7 separate regions of the Mus musculus genome follow, and regions 1, 2, 3, 4, 5 and 7 are each linked to region 6. Evidence: chromatin contacts called from public promoter capture Hi-C data. All regions are on one chromosome and are shown on one strand. The core of a region is the stretch at or near the end of the contact, and the rest is flanking DNA. Distances in the headings are between cores, read along the strand shown. Region 1 overlaps Wwox (WW domain-containing oxidoreductase). Region 2 overlaps Wwox (WW domain-containing oxidoreductase). Region 3 overlaps Wwox (WW domain-containing oxidoreductase). Region 4 holds the start of Mphosph6 (M phase phosphoprotein 6). Region 5 overlaps Wwox (WW domain-containing oxidoreductase). Region 6 holds the start of Dynlrb2 (dynein light chain roadblock-type 2). Region 7 holds the start of Hsd17b2 (hydroxysteroid (17-beta) dehydrogenase 2).

The links. Promoter capture Hi-C pulls out the DNA fragments that hold promoters and counts their contacts.
Region 1: a promoter capture Hi-C map of embryonic stem cells shows a contact between it and region 6, with 4 times the contacts expected there. The contact joins the enhancer-like site here to the promoter of Dynlrb2 in region 6. A contact is called at or near these places in 8 of 39 promoter capture datasets (the 3T3-L1 cell line, 3T3-L1-derived adipocytes, the HPC-7 cell line and 4 more) and 3 of 9 other capture datasets (adipose tissue, embryonic stem cells and liver).
Region 2: a contact with region 6 is called in a promoter capture Hi-C map of pre-B cells, with 4 times the contacts expected there. The contact joins the enhancer-like site here to the promoter of Dynlrb2 in region 6. A contact is called at or near these places in 6 of 39 promoter capture datasets (the 3T3-L1 cell line, embryonic stem cells, hippocampal neurons and 2 more).
Region 3: a contact with region 6 is called in a promoter capture Hi-C map of liver, with 4 times the contacts expected there. The contact joins the enhancer-like site here to the promoter of Dynlrb2 in region 6. A contact is called at or near these places in 12 of 39 promoter capture datasets (the C10 cell line, the HPC-7 cell line, cranial neural crest and 7 more) and 2 of 9 other capture datasets (adipose tissue and macrophages).
Region 4: a contact with region 6 is called in a promoter capture Hi-C map of pre-B cells. The contact joins the promoter of Mphosph6 here to the promoter of Dynlrb2 in region 6. A contact is called at or near these places in 3 of 39 promoter capture datasets (cranial neural crest, liver and pre-B cells).
Region 5: a promoter capture Hi-C map of hippocampal neurons shows a contact between it and region 6, with 4 times the contacts expected there. The contact joins the enhancer-like site here to the promoter of Dynlrb2 in region 6. A contact is called at or near these places in 5 of 39 promoter capture datasets (embryonic stem cells, hippocampal neurons, liver and 2 more) and 2 of 9 other capture datasets (liver and macrophages).
Region 7: a contact with region 6 is called in a promoter capture Hi-C map of embryonic stem cells, with 4 times the contacts expected there. The contact joins the promoter of Hsd17b2 here to the promoter of Dynlrb2 in region 6. A contact is called at or near these places in 3 of 39 promoter capture datasets (embryonic stem cells and stem cell-derived epiblast-like cells).

Annotation. Positions count from the first base shown.
Region 1 is chr8:115,035,411-115,038,386 of GRCm38.p6, reverse strand. All of the region lies in intron 8 of Wwox (WW domain-containing oxidoreductase), which reads right to left. Among named protein-coding and RNA genes, the nearest start is that of Gm39257, 76 kb to the right of the region's middle. Within about 2 kb of position 1,561, at least 9 of the 459 cell types and tissues checked have an H3K27ac peak or open chromatin away from gene starts, as enhancers often do. A contact at or near this core is called in embryonic stem cells, where this site is marked.
Region 2 is chr8:115,233,000-115,235,699 of GRCm38.p6, reverse strand. All of the region lies in intron 8 of Wwox (WW domain-containing oxidoreductase), which reads right to left. Among named protein-coding and RNA genes, the nearest start is that of Gm39257, 270 kb to the right of the region's middle. Within about 2 kb of position 1,434, at least 74 of the 459 cell types and tissues checked have an H3K27ac peak or open chromatin away from gene starts, as enhancers often do. A contact at or near this core is called in pre-B cells, where this site is marked.
Region 3 is chr8:115,274,193-115,276,908 of GRCm38.p6, reverse strand. All of the region lies in intron 8 of Wwox (WW domain-containing oxidoreductase), which reads right to left. Among named protein-coding and RNA genes, the nearest start is that of Gm39257, 310 kb to the right of the region's middle. Within about 2 kb of position 1,303, at least 51 of the 459 cell types and tissues checked have an H3K27ac peak or open chromatin away from gene starts, as enhancers often do. A contact at or near this core is called in liver, where this site is marked.
Region 4 is chr8:117,800,440-117,803,404 of GRCm38.p6, reverse strand. It overlaps Mphosph6 (M phase phosphoprotein 6), which reads left to right and starts at 1,431. Exons shown (of 5, transcript NM_026758.4): 1 at 1,431-1,553. The coding sequence starts at 1,503.
Region 5 is chr8:115,158,740-115,161,439 of GRCm38.p6, reverse strand. All of the region lies in intron 8 of Wwox (WW domain-containing oxidoreductase), which reads right to left. Among named protein-coding and RNA genes, the nearest start is that of Gm39257, 200 kb to the right of the region's middle. Within about 2 kb of position 1,344, at least 143 of the 459 cell types and tissues checked have an H3K27ac peak or open chromatin away from gene starts, as enhancers often do. A contact at or near this core is called in hippocampal neurons and liver, where this site is marked.
Region 6 is chr8:116,503,587-116,506,510 of GRCm38.p6, reverse strand. It overlaps Dynlrb2 (dynein light chain roadblock-type 2), which reads right to left and starts at 1,496. Exons shown (of 4, transcript NM_029297.1): 1 at 1,462-1,496. The coding sequence starts at 1,464.
Region 7 is chr8:117,700,567-117,703,301 of GRCm38.p6, reverse strand. It overlaps Hsd17b2 (hydroxysteroid (17-beta) dehydrogenase 2), which reads right to left and starts at 1,356. Exons shown (of 5, transcript NM_008290.2): 1 at 1,039-1,356. The coding sequence starts at 1,306.

The sequences.
Region 1 (2,976 bases), core at 312-2,811, 1.5 Mb after region 6:
AGAATAACACCCACTCCGTCCATTGCTGCCTCTCGTCAGGCTTCTGGCTCACAGGTCCTTACAGTTTGCAGTTAACAGGTGCTCCCCAGCACCATATGCGTTCACGCAAATGAGGAAATTACAGAATAGGTATTTTTCTCCAGAGTTAAAAAAAAAAAAAGCAAGAAAGGCCATAATAATGGATTCATGTCTACAACTTATTCTGTTTTGCATGTGTTCTATAAGGTGGACACACAGTTCTTGTCCCCCCCCTCTCTCTCTCTCCTTTTTCCTTTCTTTCCCCTTCCTCCTCTTTTCTGTCTCTCTCTATGCTGTATTTAATACATTTGAAAAGCTTAGGTGAAAAATATCCTGTTGTCAGGACCTTAAGATTCCATACTTTTCAAATGGGTAGGTGATTGGACGTGTGAATTTAAATTAATTCTGGGCCCAGGGGCTTCGCTCAGTGGCAGAGCACTTGCCTAGTGCTGCCCTGGGTTCAATCCCAGAAACCAAAAACACACAAATAAAGTGCTAAACAAACACAGACTCTTCTAACTGGGTGATTAGCAAGGAGTCAGAGTTTTAGTAAAATTTCACAACGTTCAGGGCAGAAGCCTGTGGTGGTATGAACTAGAGATTCTCTCTGCTCAGGCACTTTGTAGGGAGTGGAATGACTGGATGGTCAAGGTTAGGCTAAGAACTCTGACTGAGAGGCGCCAGCCCTCTGAGAGTCAGCAGGTAAGGCAGTGAAAGTGAAGAACCTTCCAGAACAAGTCTTAACCCCATGAAGACTTATCAGAAAGTTGCTTAAGAAATGTATCAGGAATGAGGCTGCCAATCAAACCATGGAGGAAGAGATGGACTTTAGGCTAGATTGGAGCGAGCACTTCTTACCTTTTTATAGCATGAATGCTCGCCAGTGCATAACCTTTGCTGGGGTCTTGGTGCAAACTGTCATCTCAGTTCTCAATTTCCATAGTTATGTTTTTTTAACAATCAAGAATTTTTCAAATGTGTATCTATTTTTTTTCCCTTAATTTCTTTGTCGTTTTCTTTGGCCACTGTGTTTCTGTGGGAGGAATCCTACTTCTCCCTTTAATTTGTACAAATTCTGTATATTTTGGAGCAAATTATTTAATGTGTGCTGTGTATGTACTTGAGCATGTACACACACACACACACACACATACACAGACACACACACACACATCCTATTCAATTTCATAACATACTAAACTTGAAAACAAGATTAAATTATACACTGGTTTACCACAGTTATCCGAAAGAGATTGACCTTATTTCTATTTTACTATAAAATCACTGTAACTTCTTATATTGGCTGCTACTTTTCTCATCACTGTGACTGAATAACTGACGATAAGCAATTTAAGGGAGGGAGGGCTACTCTAGCCCACCGTGTGAGGGTGCAGCCCATCTTGGTGGAAAAGGCAGGCTATGGCAGAAGTATGAGAAGGCAGCTCTCATGCTACACTGTTTGTATTCACTCTAGACCCCAGCCTATAGGATGCTGCTACGCACATTTAGGGCGGGTCTTTTCCCCTTGATTGATCCAACCTAGAAATAACCTCAGGGTGAGATTTGTATCCAAGGTGACTCTAGGTCTCATCAACTTGAGGATACAGTGTCATCTGCCCTGGAAACCTCTTTTAGCCCCTCTCCCATTAACTGAACCAGGGCGGCTGTAAGCCTTGGTGTTGGGACCTCTGCCTTAGCACAGACTGACCAGGGCAAAGACCTGGAGGAACAGTGTTGAAGGAACAGTCATGCTTGAGACACACATGGTGTAAAAGCTTACCCACAGGATGCAAGTGTCCTCTAGGAGGCTCACTGCTGAACAAGCTCACCCTTTCTAGTTCTTCCTGAACCCTAGATGGCTGGTTCAACTCCGCTGTTCTGGCTCAAACTCCCCTCTAAGCTGACTGATTCAACCTGACTTCTCTAGGCTTTCTCGCTGAATTGCTCTGCTTGGCCTCATACTAACTCTGGCAATTTATTCTAACCTTCTAGCTCCTTACTCTCTGACTACAACGGCCTCTGCTGACCCGCACTGGACTGCCTGAGCTCATGAATGGACTCAGCTCCACCGCACTCACTGCACTGACTCGCTCTGCCTGGCTCTTAAGTTGCTTCCCCCTTTCTCTCTGTTCCCCTGAGAGTTGGGCGTGTCCAACGTTTCAAACATGGCTAATTTTACCTTAAAGATGCGTGCTGAGGGCGTGTCTGCATTCCAGCAGGACCACACAGACCTACCCTTGCCAGAGCAGTCACTTTGCTGGATTAAAATTCCTCTACACAGGAAGAGGGAAACTGAGGCAGAAGAGGGAAGCAATAGTTTCCTCCCATCTATCCACCGACACACAAGAGTTCATTTAACCTTGGCAATGACCCTGAGAGGATCTCTGTACACTCCACATGGGGAGGACTGCATATATTCCCCATGGTTAACTTAGTCTATACTGAGACTCTGACAGGTGTAGCTTCACATAGGAAGGTAACGTAAACATCACTCCTAGTGCCTGGGGGGAATTTTCTTGCTCGGCAGATTTACAAATTGGAATTGATCTTCCTTCAACCTGTTTTGCCAAAGTTTCTATGAAGGGAACCAGCAAGAGATGGGTGCCTTTCATATCACCTGTGATTAAACTTGCCGCATTTGTCTTCAAACAAAAGTGTTTTTTTTCCCCTGCCCGTAACATATAATTTTAGTCAGCTAACACTAAATTAGACACCCACTCAGATTTATTATGATAAGAACATTCAGTAAGCTAATTTCAAGATGATGACTCCTATAAATTCTTATAATTTATTATTTAGTACTTTGGTTTTTAATCATTAAGTACGTGAAGACTTTGTAGGTCAAACCTGTATTAATGAAGACAGTAATCTATTTTTCAAACTCTGCTTCTCATCCACCTTTCAAATTGTAAATTAACAGAAATAGATTTAAACACACTTGTAAGAACAAAGGCAATA
Region 2 (2,700 bases), core at 185-2,684, 1.3 Mb after region 6:
GAGAGAGAGAGAGAGAGAGAACCTGAAAAGGAAGTTATTTGAATTATGCACTCCTTTAAGGAGAAAATGCTATCCCACAAGTGGAGACGTCCACACTGAAAAACAGACGTTGTTCTATCCGAGATTTTCAGTGAGCTGCTCTATCAAATGAGTAAGAGCATTCTTAGGTGGGCACCACTGAGTCAGGCACTAGAAGGTACCTTTCAGGTACTCCTTTGCAAAGGTCAAACATTTCCAGATTGTGCTATGACCTTTTGCCGGGTCATCTCAGGTTCCAGAAGCCAAGATCCTAGATTCCCACAACTCCTGATGTCTTCCCTCATGAAGATAGACCTACAGTGGGGAACAAAGAACTGTGCTCCTGAACCTATGGAAGAGCACAAATGTGATTCCAGACAGAAGCCTACTACTGAGGCCACAGTGAGCGTACAAATCAGTGTGTGCCTGAAAGCAGGAGATGAGGGGTTGAATGGGATTCGACGAGTTCTGCCATTGTTTTGTTATAGTGGGAGAAAATTCAAGTTCGAGGGCAGCATATTACAGAAATGATAAGCTGACATTTGGCACAACCAAATAAGACCTTAGGGAGCTCTTAGTGTATAACTGGGAACAATCCACAGCCCGTTCAAGACTTTCAGAGCAAGCAGTGGCCAGGACTCCTGAATCCTGAGGTCCACTGATGCACACGCCCCAGAACTTTGGTACTTGGTGGCTCCCTGCTCCACTATACTCTGCCTCTGCCTCTGTTTGCAGCAACTTCCCACAGAAAAGGTTCCTTCGCACAGCCTCTAGAGTGAGCTTCTAGTTTTTAGCACAGACTTCTGAATGGTTGAGAGCACTTCTCATTCCCAGACATGATTTTTTTATTTGTTTTCTCCTTTCCCAACTAAAAGAAAGTGCATTCCCCAAACCTCCACCCTGCCTCAAGGGTTTTGTCTAGCTGTTCCTTACTGAATATGATCTTGAATAAACACATATTAATGATCGAAGGGATGGGTGGGTGGATGGATGGATGATAGATGGATGGATGGATGGATGGATGGATGGATGGATGATGGATGGATGGATGGATGGTTGGGCTAGATGACCATGAACTGTGGTGTATGCCTCTAGACACCTGTGTACTATTTTATAGCAGAGAGAGAGAGAGAGAGAGAGAGAGAGAGAGAGAGAGAGAGGGAGGAATGTGTAAGGACAGCCTCCCATGAGGCTAGACTCATACCCTGACCCTGGCCCACTCAGACCCACCAAGTTAAGAAATAGCTCTTGATGTGCCTTCCAGTAACATTAATTGTTGGTCATAAAACTTCAAAGCAACAGATATTTATAGCTTGATTAGAGCCCTCTTTTTCCACAGACCCTCACCACAGCACTTTCCAGCTCAGTTCCCATGAGTGTACTGAAAACAGCCTCCTGCCCACTTCCTGTCGAAGCCAGTTCCTTAACCGCCCAGGTCCTGAGGCTGGCTGCCCCCTCCCTTTTGTTCCAGCGTGCAGTCTTTCGGTTTCTCTTGGGTTTTCTCGGTTGGTTTCTTACTTTTTTTAAAAATTTCTTCACTCCTTTTCTCAGGCACCCAGATCCCCTGCTGAACCACCCCCAGAGTCGGCATGTCAACAGGGGCCATCCAGTGAGTGCACGATGGTGCCCTTCTCAAAACAGCCTTCCAGGGGAAAACATGCTTTTTCTGTGAAGTTTCTCAGGGTCCTCCAGACTAAAATGGATAATGGGTTCACTCTTCCTGGAAGCTTGAGAGACCGGAAAAATACTGAGCTAGTGCGACAATTCAAAGATCCTAGCCAGAGGCAACCCCTAGTTTGAGTATAGAAAGGTGGAGTCCTACCATCGAGTGAGTGTGCTTGTGTGCCCTACCTTGCGTGTGTGTGAACTTCCAATGTCATTCTTTAGGCACTCATATATTCATGCTGTTTGGGAGTTTATTTTGTTGGGGGTGGGAGTGGGGGCTTTGTTTTGAGGCTGGGTCTCTCACTGAGTCCTGGGGCTCTTCAATTCTTCTATGCTAACCCACAAGCTCCAAGGATCCATTGGCCTCCACCTCCTCAACTTGGGACCATAAGCATCTGTCACCATCCCTGGCATTTTTTTTAAAAGCATGGGTCCTGAGATCAAATGCAGGTCTCCATGCTTACAAGGCATACTCTACAGATAGGGAAAGGGTCAGAAGCTAGAGAGATGGCTGGCTCAGAAGTTAAAAGTGCACACTGCTCTTGCAGAGGACCTGAGTTCGGCTCCCAGCAGCCACTGCAGGCAGCTCACAACCACCTGTAACTCCAGCTCCGGGAGTTCCATTGTCTCTGGCCTCTGAGAACACCTGTGCACACGTGCCTATCTCCCATAGGCATACATGTTGTTAGAAATAAAACAATTTAAGGTTAATAAGTCTGCTAGGCAGCTAGAACATGACAGAGACATCTCCTGTCTTCACCTTCCAGATGACTTCCTGAAAACGCGATTTTTGTGTGCACCTTGTACATTGAATTTTAGAAGGGTATGGGGGTGCCAAGCTAATTGGACTTGATCCCCTGGCTGATAGTGGTTATGTTCAGGATATGTTGAGTTCATCATGCTCGCTCCCCAAGTTTAGCATTAGGAAGAAAAGTAAACTGAAAAGCTACACAACACAGGGTCTCCTTTGAAGGGGGAAGGTAAACTGTGTGCCCATTCAGCTTTAAAAGGGAGCCT
Region 3 (2,716 bases), core at 54-2,553, 1.2 Mb after region 6:
TCAGCTCCAAAGGATCCAACACCCTCTGCTGGTTTCCAAGACCATCCACACACAGAGCAGCATACACATGTAAACATGCACATACGTGCAAAAGCATGCACATGTAAGAATAACTAAAAGAGTAAGCAAATACTAAAAAAATGAATAGTAACTTGAGAAATGGTTCATGATAAGCCGATTCAAAGAAGACACACACATACACACACACACAAACACACACAAACACACACACACACACACACACACACACACACACACACACACACACACACAGAGCCTCTGATTTTATATTGAAACTCAAAATGAAAATTCTTTCCAGTAAACAACTTTCTTCCTGGTTTTCTGTTCAGTGTTAGGTCGGCTGCAGCAGGGAGGGGCCAGTTTCCCTGGTAACAATACTAGCCCTGTGGCTAAACTCAGGCTACCACCCATGATGTCACTGCCCACAGGACATGGCACAATGGGCTTTTGCTGGTACCACTAGCTCTGCAATACCACTGAAACCGTTTCCACCCAACTTCTTTTTTTTTTTTTTAAATCTCTCTAGCCTGTGTTTCATGCCCAGAGACACAGGAAGGTATCACTTTCTAGAAGTCATTTTATAACCCTGTGATTTCCTTGCCTTTCTCCTGTGCCTCCTCCAAATGGAAGCAGTGAGAGGATCCAGGACGCAGCTGATCTGTCCTCTCAGCTGTGGTGAGCCTGTCTAGATCCTGGCCTCTCGAGGACTCTACGCATTTGTGGAATGAGTGGTGGCCCATCCTTGCCATTCTTCAGGAAGTGGGACAGTGCCATGTGGCCACTTCTTCCCCGTCACTCAAGACAACCCAAGTGCCCTGAGACCCTTTTGCCCTTCTGTCTAGACAGGCACAGCAGAAAACATTTACCATTAATTGATTTTGTTTGGGTAATTCCATACATGTCTATACAGTGTACTCTGGATATTCATTCCTCCCCCCCCCCCCCCCCTCTTAGCTGTTTCCCACCTCTGCCAATGGCCCCTCTTCCTAACAAAACTCTTCTGCACAATTCCTGAGCCACCGCTGATTTTTAACCAAGGCCTTCTCCAATGACCACGGGTTTGGAGTTATCCACTGGAGCCTGGCAGGCTCAACAAAGGGGTGCACGGCTGAAAATAACAACCATCCCTCCCAGAATCCACCAGTTCAGGAGCAAAGGTTAACTTTCAGGTTTCTCTCCCAATGTAACGAGCCAATTCAAGCCACATCAAGAGTATGAGGGCGGGTTTATTGAGAGGCAGCTCTCAGATGGATTCACTGATTCATGGGTAGAGGTCAATGGAGTCACATGCCCAGGCTAAAGCAAGGGAGTTTTATTGGTCTTGGGTGTGGGGTGGGTGGTGACCATGGTCACTTTTGGGTGGCTTTTCAGAAACATGGAGACAAGGAGTGATCCGGGCTTTTCTGCTTGAGAGCAGGGGGCGGGGTTTGAGGAAGAAGAACAAACGGGGTTTGTTTGTGCAGGGGTGGGGGTTGGGGGTGGGATGAGCAGGTGGGATGTTTTAAATTTAGAGTCTTTTAGAGTTCAAACGATCAGGTAAAACTTCTTTCTGATGAAAATGAGAATTTTGAAAGTGCTTGTTTCCTCCAACCAAAGATTTATGCCAGCAGGTCAAAGACCTGTGTTCGCTTTGTAAAATTCGTTTGGTTTTGATTTTCTCTTGTAGAAAGTGGGAGATCTAACCAGCTCTATTTCAAACCCAGGACCCAAGCACCCTTCCTAGTAGGGACATTGAAAGAAAAGGCCACAGAGACCTCCTATGTGGAAACCATTTGAGTAACAAGAAGTGTTTCTGGATAACTATGAGTCTGTTCATTTTCAGACTGGTGTGTTGCAACCTGTCCCCTCGGTCAAAAGTATTGACATCCATCTAATGACACAAGTAGATGTCATGTTCTCCATATCACTCATCCTGAAAGCTTAAGTTTCCTAGATAAGAGGTGCAGGCAAGATGAGCAGGCACACGGTGTTCTCTGAAGCAGGCTGGCCTCTACGCCTATACATGAAGACGTGTGTGGTGTGTCTTAATCACGAATGTGGCAGTTAGCAGGCTGCAGGCTACTTGCTGTCTTCATACAGGCACAGAGGGGAGAGATCTGCGTGAAGTTCAAGAGGAATCAAGAATTGGCATCGTTTTCTGCTGATTTCCCAGAGAGCAAGAGTCTGGTGAATTCCAGAAGGTGCCATGCTGGAGGGCACACAAAAGACTAGCTAAGCACTCATCACTACCAAGAGGGCAAAAAATATAAGGGCTGATGGATGCTGGTCTGGGGGATGTTGGTTTAGGGGATGCTGAGCTGGGACTGCCATTAGTACCCCCTGTAGAAATGAACTCAGTTCTAAGAACAGCAGCATCCTGTGTGTCACCGACCAAAGAACACAGAAGTTTCAAGATTCTGTTGGCCACCCGGCTCATCTGTCAGACTGAATGGACTGCATTTTAGGGACATATCCCTAAACCTACTTTTAGGTATAATGTCTGAGTTCTGTATTCCTGGGCAAGACTGGTGCACTTTGTCAGTTTCTTGGGACTACAGATGAGATCTTTTTAAAAGAAAAAGAAAGAAAACAGGTAAGAAGCTTAGTACTTCCAACAGCGCTGAGATGCAAGGCACTGTAAGAAAACACACAAATCCAAAACCGCTTTATCAGGCCCCATGGTGCGTGAGTTTTGCCAGGCTTGGCTGGAACTGTG
Region 4 (2,965 bases), core at 182-2,681, 1.3 Mb before region 6:
TAGCTAAGTGGTAAGCTTAGTGTGTGGCTGTAGGTTTCGTCTACAGCACAGGGGAAGAAAGGCTACCAGCCACACTGGATGTGGGTTCGTCCTAAAGGTTGTCTCTTGAAAAGCCCTGTCTCCAAACACAGTCACATTTTGAAATAATGGGGGTCAGGACTTCAGTATTTGAATGGAAGGAGACATAAGTCTGCCATATATGGTTAGTCCGGTAACAAGATAGCAGGATTTTTATTTATTTTATTTTTTATTTTTGGTACATTCTACCACCAAGGCTTCATATAACGATATTTTCTTGACTTTCAAGCCTTCCCACTTTGATCTGAAGAGGGCCACCCTGGATTAAATTTAAAGTGACCCTAAAAGTCACTGGCTGCAGCCATTTTCTTCCTTCCACGGTATTTACTGCTTTCTAATGTAGCTCCAGGAAAGGGTGGGAATGTGTCTTTAGCCCCTTGGTGCTCACCCATGTCTCACTGACAGTTATGAGTAAATGTGTTTCTGTAACCACTTAACACATTATGTCTTTATTTACTCCACTGAGAAAACCTGCAGGGCGTTTAATATCCGGAATGCTTTATGAATCTCGACTTTACCACTTCTCCAGCGGGTTGCTTATTACATGCCAGTGATGTGTCCTTCCGTATACTTACGAGGTACGGCACCACAACTTGTGGAAGTCCATTCTGCCCTTCCATCACGGGGGTCCCGGGGATCAAACTCATGTCCTCCTCGGGCTTGGCAGCAAGTGTTTTCACCCATTAAACCACCCCTGGCCCCTTCACAAGTTGTCGCCTTGCGTACAGCTCTTGCTAGTTCCTGCCATTCTTCCCATTCCAGAAGGAAATCCTTCAGGCTCCAAGATGCACAGCGAACAGGTGTATGCATATTCATCAGTCTTCCACGGTTTGTGTGCAGCCCTACAGCTATCACGCAGCCTGGGTTTGTGACCACCTCCTTCACTCTGGGACAGAGCATAGCGACACCAGCGGCTCAGGGCTACTGAGAGTTCTAGAAAACACGCTTCATAGAAAGCCACCATTCGTATTTTTAAAACTTTTAAACTCTGGCAGCAACCTCAGCGGCCTCAGCTAGGACCTCAGCAAGGAACTTCCAGACCGGGTCGTTAGGGAGTCCTCGGGTGTCGTGGAGGCCCCGCCTACAGCTCCAGCGTCCTCCCCTTAATCCGCCTTTCCTGAGTTTAGCCCTGGGACCCTGAATCGCAGTCGCCCCGCGGTGGCCCGAGCTCTTACCACAGCTCTTTGCGGAGAGACGCGCTCCGGGAGCTGGAGAAGCCAGAAGCAGCTCCGAGCACTAGGGCGGGGCAGCGCGATGGGTGTGCCTAATCGGGGGCGTGGCAACGGCGCGGGGGCGGAGCTAAAGCTCTGCCACGCCTGTAAGCGACGTGGCCCGGGCGGGTCTAGAGCGTCGTCTTATCTAGCTCCGCTCTTGACCGTGCGCAAGCGCAGTGCGGCGGGAAAGCCTCTGCAAGTGCGTCCAACATGGCGTCGGAGCGCAAGACTAAGTTATCCAAGAACCTGCTGCGCATGAAGGTGCTGAGGTCGGGAATGCTGGGTTGTCGGGCGGGGAGGCTGCTGAGCTCCGAGATGTTCCGTAGTGGGACTCGGGCCGAAGCGATGGGCAGACTGGCTCGGGATGGCCGCGGCCAGCGCACCCCATTCATTCGCTCAGCCTGCGGGCCTTTGGGCACCAGGGGTGAGATTTTGCTTAGCCTGATGTGGGGAGGGAGCCTGCACAACGTTCATCAGAGCCTGCAGAGTTGAGTGCTGTGGTGGCTTTAGTGTCTGGGCCGCCTGGGAAGTTAGACTTCTCGCGAGAAGTGGTCCCTAAGGAGGAACAACGTGAGGGATGGCAGGTAGTGTCCTAAACTGAGGGAAAGTGAGTCCAGAAGCTAAGAAGGAGAAAATCAGGGACGTTGCAAAGAACTAAAGGTAGCTCGGACGTCTGAAAGACAAGGAGCATAAAATGAGGCTGGAAATCTTAGTGGTCACACATCCAAGGAATTGTAAGCCAGGCTGAAGTTTTGTTCCTGTTGCCTCATGAGCAGGAGGAAACTGTTTTCTGAGTTAATTGCTTTTTGTTTGTTTGTTTGTTTGTTGGGGGGGGGGGGGGTCGAGACAGGGTTTCTCTGTGTAGCCCTGGCTGTCCTGGAACTCACTCTGTAGACCAGGCTGGCCTCGAACTCAGAAATTTGCCTGCCTCTGCCTCTCCCAAGTGCTGGGATTAAAGGCGTGCGCCACCACGCCTGGCTAGTTATTGTTTTTTTAAGGCCACTTTAACTGAACTGTGGATGATGGTTAATCAGAAAGGCCCAGCCCAACAACGTGAAAGCTCACAGCCAAAAGGATGAGCTAAAAAAGTTCCTGTGTTCTGGGTGAAGGTTGTCTTCGTGGTGGGAATGGAGAAAATGTTAGTGGGGTGAAATGAGTTCTCCACTAACTTTTAAACAAAATGAGTTTCCCTTTGTGTGTGTGCATGCATAGCTGTATATATACCATGTGTGTTCAGGTGCCTGCGAAGGCCAGAAGAGAGTGTTGGAGCCCCTGAAACTGGAGTTTTAAGTCAGCAGGTATGAGTACCAGGACTTAGGCAAGAGTCAAGGGTGCTCTTAGCCACTGAGCCAACTTCCCCAGCCCATGATTTTTAAATTTGAAGTTGAGCCAGCTGAAGTGGCTTTGATGGCACACATTTGTAATCCCAGCACTTGGGAGGTGGAGGCAGGAGCTTAATTTGTGGCCAGCCTGAGCTGGATATGAGACCCTGTCTCAGACATCATTAAAACAGAAGCAGCTTAACCACAATTTAAAAGGGGTTAAAAGCGGATGAACACAGGAGTTAAGACAGGGAAAAGCTAACTCTTGAAGCTTAAATAATACTAATAGAACGTATTCACGGTCCTCCCAATATTCCGGCATTGTTCTCCGTGTATATACTGAACCACTTA
Region 5 (2,700 bases), core at 95-2,594, 1.3 Mb after region 6:
GGAGAATCCAGGATTCTGGTTTATGATTTTTGTGTTGCCAGACACTTTAATTGATTTGTTAATGAGCCCCAAAGTCTCAAGACTTCTGTGAGCGAAAGGCAGTTTGGAGTGAACGCTATGTTACAGTTGAGGTAGTAGGTACTGTTCAAACAGCTCTTGCTTTGAAGGCGTGGTCCCAAAATAATACTCAGAGGTGGAGCTTCGGAAAATAATTGGATCATTAACGGCTCTGGCTGGCTTAATCATCAGGCTAATTCACTGATCGATTCATACTTTGACAACTTTATGGGGAAGCAAAAGAGACTAGAAGATTAGACCTACTTGGGCTAGGCAGATACTAGGGAGCATGGCTTTGAAGGTCACACCCTGACTCTGACCCCTGTCCCAGCGCCATCCCCCGTCTTGCTGCTTCCTGACCTCCATGAAGTGAGCAGCCCTGACCCTGAGGTGGCAGCTAGAAGCTAGCTGAGTCACCCTGGGTTAGCACTGGGACCCGGTCAAACAAAATCAGGGTCCTTATCTCTTAGAAGGATCTGCTATGGGGACAAAGAGGATGCAGACCACAGACACCCAGATGGCTTACAAAATGCAGCTACAAGTTCTTCAATAGTCTTCCCACCAGGAAGTAGAGCCTTATGTCCCCCTGCATTGAATCCCAGTGTGCCAGGGATGGTAAACTCACTATAAGGTCTCCTCATATGGTGAGAGGAAGTGGCTTCCTGTGATGTCCAAGGTCAGTCGGAGAAGACCTTGCCATGGCAGCTATGAGGTGTACGCCCTACAAGATCCAACCTCTCTAAGACCACCACGCTAAAGAAGCCAGAGGCGGAGCCCCCCACTTAGCCACTCATGCAGTAAGAAAGGTAATTATGGGCTAGCCCACCCACCAATCACCCCGTGACCTTTGCCCCATAGCCAACAGATTGAGAGACAAAGCAATCCCTACCCCCCCCCCCAAAAAATTGAGCCAGAAAATGATGGGATTTAATAAAAACAAAAACAAAAAAATGCATTGGTTGTTGTCTACTAGTAGCACGTGGGGCGCTTTGTAACTCGGGAACAGATAAATGACAGGGGCCAGACTCCAGGGATGTCGAGATAAAATGAAACCATATACACTACATTCCCAGTACACAGCGGGCTCTCGGCAGCGGCGGATGTCAGATCACGTCCCATTCCTGGTGACAATAGACTTGATTGCCTTTCAGTTTCACTGCCTATTTTTATACTGTGCGACGCTAAATCGTAAATTACAAGCAGCTTAGCAGCCTCTGATTCCTACCCAGCACTCTGGGTTTTATTGGGCTCTCAAAGTTAGAGAAAGGCGCACATGGAAATTGGAGCGGCTCCTCTGCTCTCCTCTAGGGGCTCTGGAAGGAGGTTCTTCAGCCGGAAACTCCTAGCTTCTGACCGTGCTTCGTGCCCCCCCACCCCCACCCCTCAACTTCCACTCCCCGGTGGCAGGCACACCACGGTGAACAGGGGGCTTTCTGCCGGGAAGTTTGCAAGCGTTTTTTCTGAGCAGTATTGGTTTTCTTTTTTCTAGCCGGCGTAGATTTGTGAGCTGCAATGTGTTCCTGCAGGAAGGAGGCAAGCAGCCTCCCTTGGCAAGTCTCACCATGAAGTTATTTCTCGGATCCGCATCTAGAATTGGTTGTATAACTTGGTGATTGCCAGAAAGCATTTGGGAGCCAGATGGGTCTTGGCATGAACCCTGGCTCTTTTCCTTCCAGATGGAGAGAACTTGGGGGCAGATTTTTGTTAAAAAAAAAAAAACAAAACAAAACAAAAGGAAAAAAACCTCAGTTTACACTTTTGAGAAATGGGACTAATCATAGTGCCCTCTGGTAGTGCATTTGGGAAGCCTCAACTAGGTAAATACTCGAGGCCCTGCTCGAAGTCGGAGCTCACAGTCATTTTTCTGCTAACAGGAATCCTCATCGCTGGAGGCTACCCCGGCGAAAGTTGTTGGACTTGGCTCAGAAAAGCATAAGACGCCTGTGAGATTAGAAATTCGGATACAGAACGAACAGCATGCTGGTGTATACTAGACACTCCGGAAGCCCGGTGGCCTGCTACCGAACGCATTTGCTGCTACTTCTCGTAAAGCACGCCCCCCCCCGTTTTCCTGAGACCCCCCCTCTGCGGGATAGATGATGGCCATTGGTATTTACAATGAAGAGCAATCATTCAGCGTCTGGATGGAGGGCTCACCCAAGAGCTGCTAAACAGAAAGCTCTCATCTCTGTTTTCTCATCTTTAATACAAACTCCCATCCTCCATCTCCCTTCCTCCAGCCTCCAGCCTAATTCTGAACACCCCCACCCCCACCCCCACCCCCGGTAATGAACATTAGCTGGGAGGATGCTCTGGAAAAGCCGAGCTGGAAAAAGTTTCTCTGGAGCCCCACTGCCGCAGTCATTACATAACCAGCTCCCTCCAGCAGCAGCCTGAGGTTCGCTGTGGAGATGCTTCCATTTGTAGCCTCTCCAAGTTCCTCTGGTGCAGCGGCCCCCTCCTTCCAAGTCCCTTCCCCTCCTCTCTCTTCATGCCTGAGGTCTGGCTCCACTGGAAGCCACCCCCCCCACACACACACACACGCCACTCGCTCATTTTTTTCCACATAATATACTGCAGTTTATTACATAAGTGATTTATTGCATGCGTCTTAATGTATAAGGGGCAAAAAGTTGTTTAAAA
Region 6 (2,924 bases), core at 247-2,746:
GGATTTCACAGTATATAGCTCAGCCTGGTCTTGAACTTGCAGCAGTCCTCCTGCCTCAGCCTCCTGAGTGCTGGGACTCCAGGCAGGCATTACCGTGCTCCACTTAGCCAGGCAGTTTTGTGATGAGAATCTATTCTATTGTTTTCTTTCCCAACATCTCACAAGTGAACACTACGTTACTTCAGTCAGAGACAGGCTTCCTTCTGCACCCATTGTGGAGGTGAGCAAGCACTTTTCTCGTTTTTCCCACCACCAGGGCAGGTGTCTTTTGAGGAAATGTCAGGCTGGATTAGTGGCTTTCCTCATGGTGGACACTGGTAACATTTAATTTAGCATGTTCTTTAAACTACACCATGGCCCAAAGCTTGGAGAAATGCATCTGCAGAGGCCACCCCAGGTCACAAACGGGCTGTCACAAATAAAGAGGACTGTGAAAACAAAGGAAGAGAGCATATGTTTACATTTCAGTAACACGAAAGCTCTGAGCCTGAGGTGTCCTCTGGAAAGGAAAAGGAGACATCGCCAGTGACAGTAATAGCAAGAATCTGATAGTGCCAGGGACTTGTTTTGTCTCATACACAGCCTGGGACAAAACCAAAACCAAACCAAACCAAACACCAAAACCAAACAACAAACAAACCAACCCAACCGACCAACCAAGAAAACGCAAACCCCAGTAAATGTAGACATTTTTTTCTTGGGGTATCTCTCTGACACTTGGCATTTCTTGGTCTCCTTATGTCTGGCACAGAATACTCACAAACCAGCCCAGTTCTGATCGCCTTAGGGGCTCCTCAAAGTCACGGACCTCTCCTCCCTTCCTCCACTGCTCCTCTCAGCTCTCTGCTCCTCACCTTTCCTCTCCTCCAAGGTGGTTCTCTTCTGACTCCCAGACCCCTATTGCAACCTCCTGTGTCCCCAGGCCACTCCTGTGCCTCTCCTCCTCTCCCCTTCACTCTCCTTCCCTCCTCCTCCTCTCCCTTTCCCTTTTCTCCAACCCTTTTCCTTCGTTTCTTTCTCTCCCATCCCCTTCCTTCTCTTCTCTTCCCCTTTGCCTTTCTTTTTCCCTTTCCTTTTTTTTTCTCTCTTCTCTCTCCTTCCTTTTCTGTGCAGGCGAGGTTGGGGTAGCATCCCACCTTCCTCCCCGCGTTCTCTCTCCATTCCTCGCCCCCCCTCCTAGTTTTTATTTCTTCCCTCTTTGTCTCTTACTCATCTCCCAGCCCCCTTCCCATTTTTTTGTTCTCCTGGTCTCCTTCTTTCTCAGCTTGGGATCTTTCTTTCTTTCTCCACCTCTGTCATAGCTCTTTGCAAACTTTTCTGGCTCCCAGATTCATCTCAACACCTCCCGTTTTTTCAATAGCGCCCTTTCCAGCTGTCATCCAGTAAATGGTGAGACCCTCCCAGGACAGCTGTGCACATGAGTCTCCCCCTCTACCCTTCTAGACAAGAACTCAGATTTACCATCGCGCCTGTGGGACAGCTCCTGGCTCAAGTCTGAGTTGCAGTTTCTGTGGATGTCAACAACGCTTCCCCCGTTGCTAGGCAACCAGGCAGGAAGTGGCTTTCTGAAAGCTATGGGCTGCGCCTGCGCAACGGTTAGGCTGTTTCTGAAGCCGGCTTTTCCGCCCTGCATGTGGCAGGTTGCTTTGCAGCCTAGCAAAAGAAGGCAGGCACGGACGTTCCTTCCCAGGAACCTCAAGGCGATGGGGTCGTGGCAGGATACAGTCTCTCCTGGGTTTAACTTTTCTTCTTTTTCATGCTTTCTGGAGATGTGGCCGGCACTTGTCCCTGAGTCAGGCAAGTGTAGGTAGCCACTTGACCGCCCCCACGTGAGATATATGATACACACATGGGTGCCAATAATACCATCCTGAGATATAGAACTATCCATGTGGGAAACAATAACACACTGTGGATATGGTAGCACGCAGGGAAGGTGCTCATGTCCTAAAACCAACCGATTTCACTTTATCTCTGAGAATTTGGTACTAGAGCTGAGCCGATCTAGAAAGGGTTTGTTCTGCTGCTGTGATAAACAAACAAACAAACAAACAAAGAGCAACTTCGAGGAGAAAGGGTTCCGTCTAGCTTACAATTCCAGGTCGCAATCATTGTGGGAAGGCAAGGCAGGAGCTTGAAGAATCTAGTTAGATCCACACTCAGCAGGGGGAGAGAATGAGAGAGGGGGGAGGGGGAGAGGGAGAGGGAGAGAAAGGGAGGGAGCGATAGAGGAGGGAAAGTAAGAAAAAGCAGAAGAGAAAGAGGGAGGAAGGAAGAAAGAAGGAAGAGGAGGAAGCCTTTATCCACAGCTGTGATGGGAGGCAAGCAGGATTCCAGCAGGAGCAGCTCTGGCAGGAGAACAACAGCTCAGAGAGAAGTGGCCAAAGTGACTTCCAACCAGCAGTAAAGTCTGATTCTGCGCATAGGGAATCAATGGGGGAGAACGGGAGCCACTTTCTCCTCATCGACCTTTCCCTCCAATGATTTCTCGGAGGTAGCTTGGTTTAATTTTGATGCCTTCTCTTTGGGGTGGGACTATGATGGATATCCAAGGTGGTGCTTTATAAAGCGCCTTGAAGGAATCCAACATGTTCTCGGGCCCCGTCCTAGGTACTGGGAATTCTTTCCACCCCTTCCACCACCTCCCAACTCTCCCCCTTCCTTTAAATTCATGCTAAGTGCTAAATAACCTTCAACTCCACTGAAAGTGTTAGTTACTAAAACTTGCAAGCACTTGGAAAAACCAAACCGTAGGCATATTTTACTCTTCCTTGCCCTTAACTGTCAAAAACCAGAACTTCCTTCCCAACAAGAGGGGGTCTCTCTTGTTTGTTGACTGTCTCCATTCTGATAGAATCGCAGTAATGCTGTGACCTTGAGTTTCCCCTTGGTATCTTATTTACTTTTCTATGTAGCTTTGGCAC
Region 7 (2,735 bases), core at 107-2,606, 1.2 Mb before region 6:
TACAATAACTACTCGACTTCACTGTTGTATCTTAAACTCAGAGAAGCTGATGTCCTGCCCTTCCACACCCCAGCCAGAACCAAACCGTGCTCACAAGAAGAATCTTTGTTACTGGATTTAAAGTAAAAAAAAAAAAAAAAAAATTGATTCATCAGTCCACGAGTCCCCTGCTGACCACAGCCAGGGGCCCCAGCCACAGGTGATGACTTCCTTATGCAGGGGTGACACCCTCCTCACAAGGTGACTCTGCCGATGGCCTTTCCTCTTCTTTCCAGGCCTTTCTGGGTTAGGATCACTTGAGGGAATTCTAGTTGCAGCTTTCACCAAACAAACCCGTTTTACAACTCCAAGGAATCTAATTTGGCCGCCTCGCGCTTACTGCAGAAGAGCCTGCAGAAGAAGTGAGAGGCTGGCAGCTCAGCTAATGAGCAGCTAGCTCCGTGTGCACGCACTGCCAGTTTGATCTAATTAAGAAGCACTAATACACTAATGACATATAGAGAAAAGGTTCAAACAGGACAACAGGGTGGTTCGTGGTTCGGGACAGCAGCCTGGCAAATTGCAAAGGCTCAAAGTACAGTGGCGTCCCTAGACACACAGTATTGTGCCAAAGCTGACTGGCCACCTTCCTTCCATACATAGAGGGGTGACCAGGCCTAGGACCTAGATAAATAGTCACCTCAGAACAGAATAGCAACCAAGCCTGAAGAAGTCTGTCAGGTATTTCCTGGTACAAGAACACACGTGAAATGATGCTGTTTTACTTATTTATATTTATTCCTAGGAAATTAACACACTCATTGTATAGATCTGTGGCCCTGAGCAATTGTCACGTTTTGTCTTACCACTGGCTCCTTCCAAAGCCCATCCAAACCAAAGGACACGCAAAAAGGCAGTGAGAACCACTCGGGTATGTGCTGCCTGTCATTCACTCTAAGCACTTCCCACTCAAGCCAAAACTGACAGTGTCCCCCCACTGAGGACAGAGAGTATCAGACTCTTCTCCGCAGGACAATCACAGGAATGCTGGCCACTTACCTGTCACCAGCACGGCCTTTTGATCCACAGGTAACAAGTCTTGGTCAGATGAACTCATATACAGAAGAAGGAAGCAGGCCACGGATAAGAGGAACAAGGTGCAGAGGAGGGACAGACTGAGCAGGCAGGCACCTCCCCAGAGGCCAGCGAGACACACCGCCTGGCTCCGCAGCTGCCTGCCACTCCGGCATCCGCAGAGAAGCGTGCCCCCCAGCACTGCAGCGGCAGCCAAGCAGAGCCATGCTGACTCAGAGGCAAACGGGCTCATTCTCCACTGGCCTTCACTTGCTCTGGGCCAGTGAATACTGTGAGTGCAGAAGCTGGCTGGAGGCAGCCCAGGCTTATATGAAGGGAGAGGCAAGCGGGAGGGGGGAACGACAGCCCCCGCACCCTTTGAACAAGCATGTTAAAGGTAGTGATAGGGGAGACTACTCCCAGGATGTAATTTAAACTGTGCACTGTGATATAAATACCTGCTCATTCCCCTAAGGCACTCAACACTTACACATGAGCACACGTACACACACAAACACACACACACACACACACACGTACACACACACATACACACACACACAAATATACACACACCTACACAGACATATAGACATACACACATGCACATACACACAAATAGGCACATACACACAAATAGACACACACACATCGTAACACACAGACATAATACACACACGGACATACACACACATACAGACATACACACACTTACACATACACACATACACGCACGCGCACACGCACCCTCCCACCTGACAGATGTTTACTCAGATAATGATTGACAGACTTGGAATCACAAGAAGACAATCTCCTTTGGATGTGCCCTCTCTGTGTTGGTTGAGTTCTTTTGCTAACTCCGAGTGTATCTGTATGTGTGGCTGTGAGTGTGTGTGTGTGTGTGTGTGTGTGTGTGTGTGTGTTATCCAGGTAATCAGTGAAGCTTGGAAAGTGGATTCTAAGAAGAGAGCATCCCCGATCTGGCCTGTATCTGGAGGACTACTGCCAACTGAGACAGGTTAAGGGCTCAATGAGCCAAAAAAAGGCTCACCTTAGAGGCAGATGGAAGGTGCCTGTGTCTTCCCAGAGGGCAGTTGTGCCAGAGAGAGACCATAGCAATGACAATCAGACTGAGAGAAGCTGTCAGAACCAGTGCTCTGCTCAATTCTGACTCAGTCTACCCTGTTGGAGGCTCTGTTCTTGGTAGTAGGACTCGGTCTCCGAATAGGATGTCCTTACAACATTTCTATTCGTGTGGCAATAACGAGAGAGGCAATCAATAGGAGACTAGAGAGATTAGGAGCCGGAACGCAGCAGGGTGTCAATCCCCGGCATTGCCCTTTGAACCACCCACTGTCTGCTTTCGGTCAAACACAGAAAAGCAACCCCTCCTGTGCTAGTTCCTCCTTTTGCCCAGCTTGCATCTTACACAATCCTTTGTTAGAGTCAGCTTGTAAACTAGAAAATTCAGGCTGGGAGAGGCTGTACTTTATCCAAGAGCAAGGAATCTGAATCCACACACCTGTGACTCACCAGCTCAAGAGCCCTTCTGTAAAAACTGGAGAGATAGTTCAGTCTCTATATATAGGTATCTGGGTATTATATACCATGAGCGCGAACACACACTTACACATGAGCACACGTACACACAAACACACACACACACACACACACACGTACAC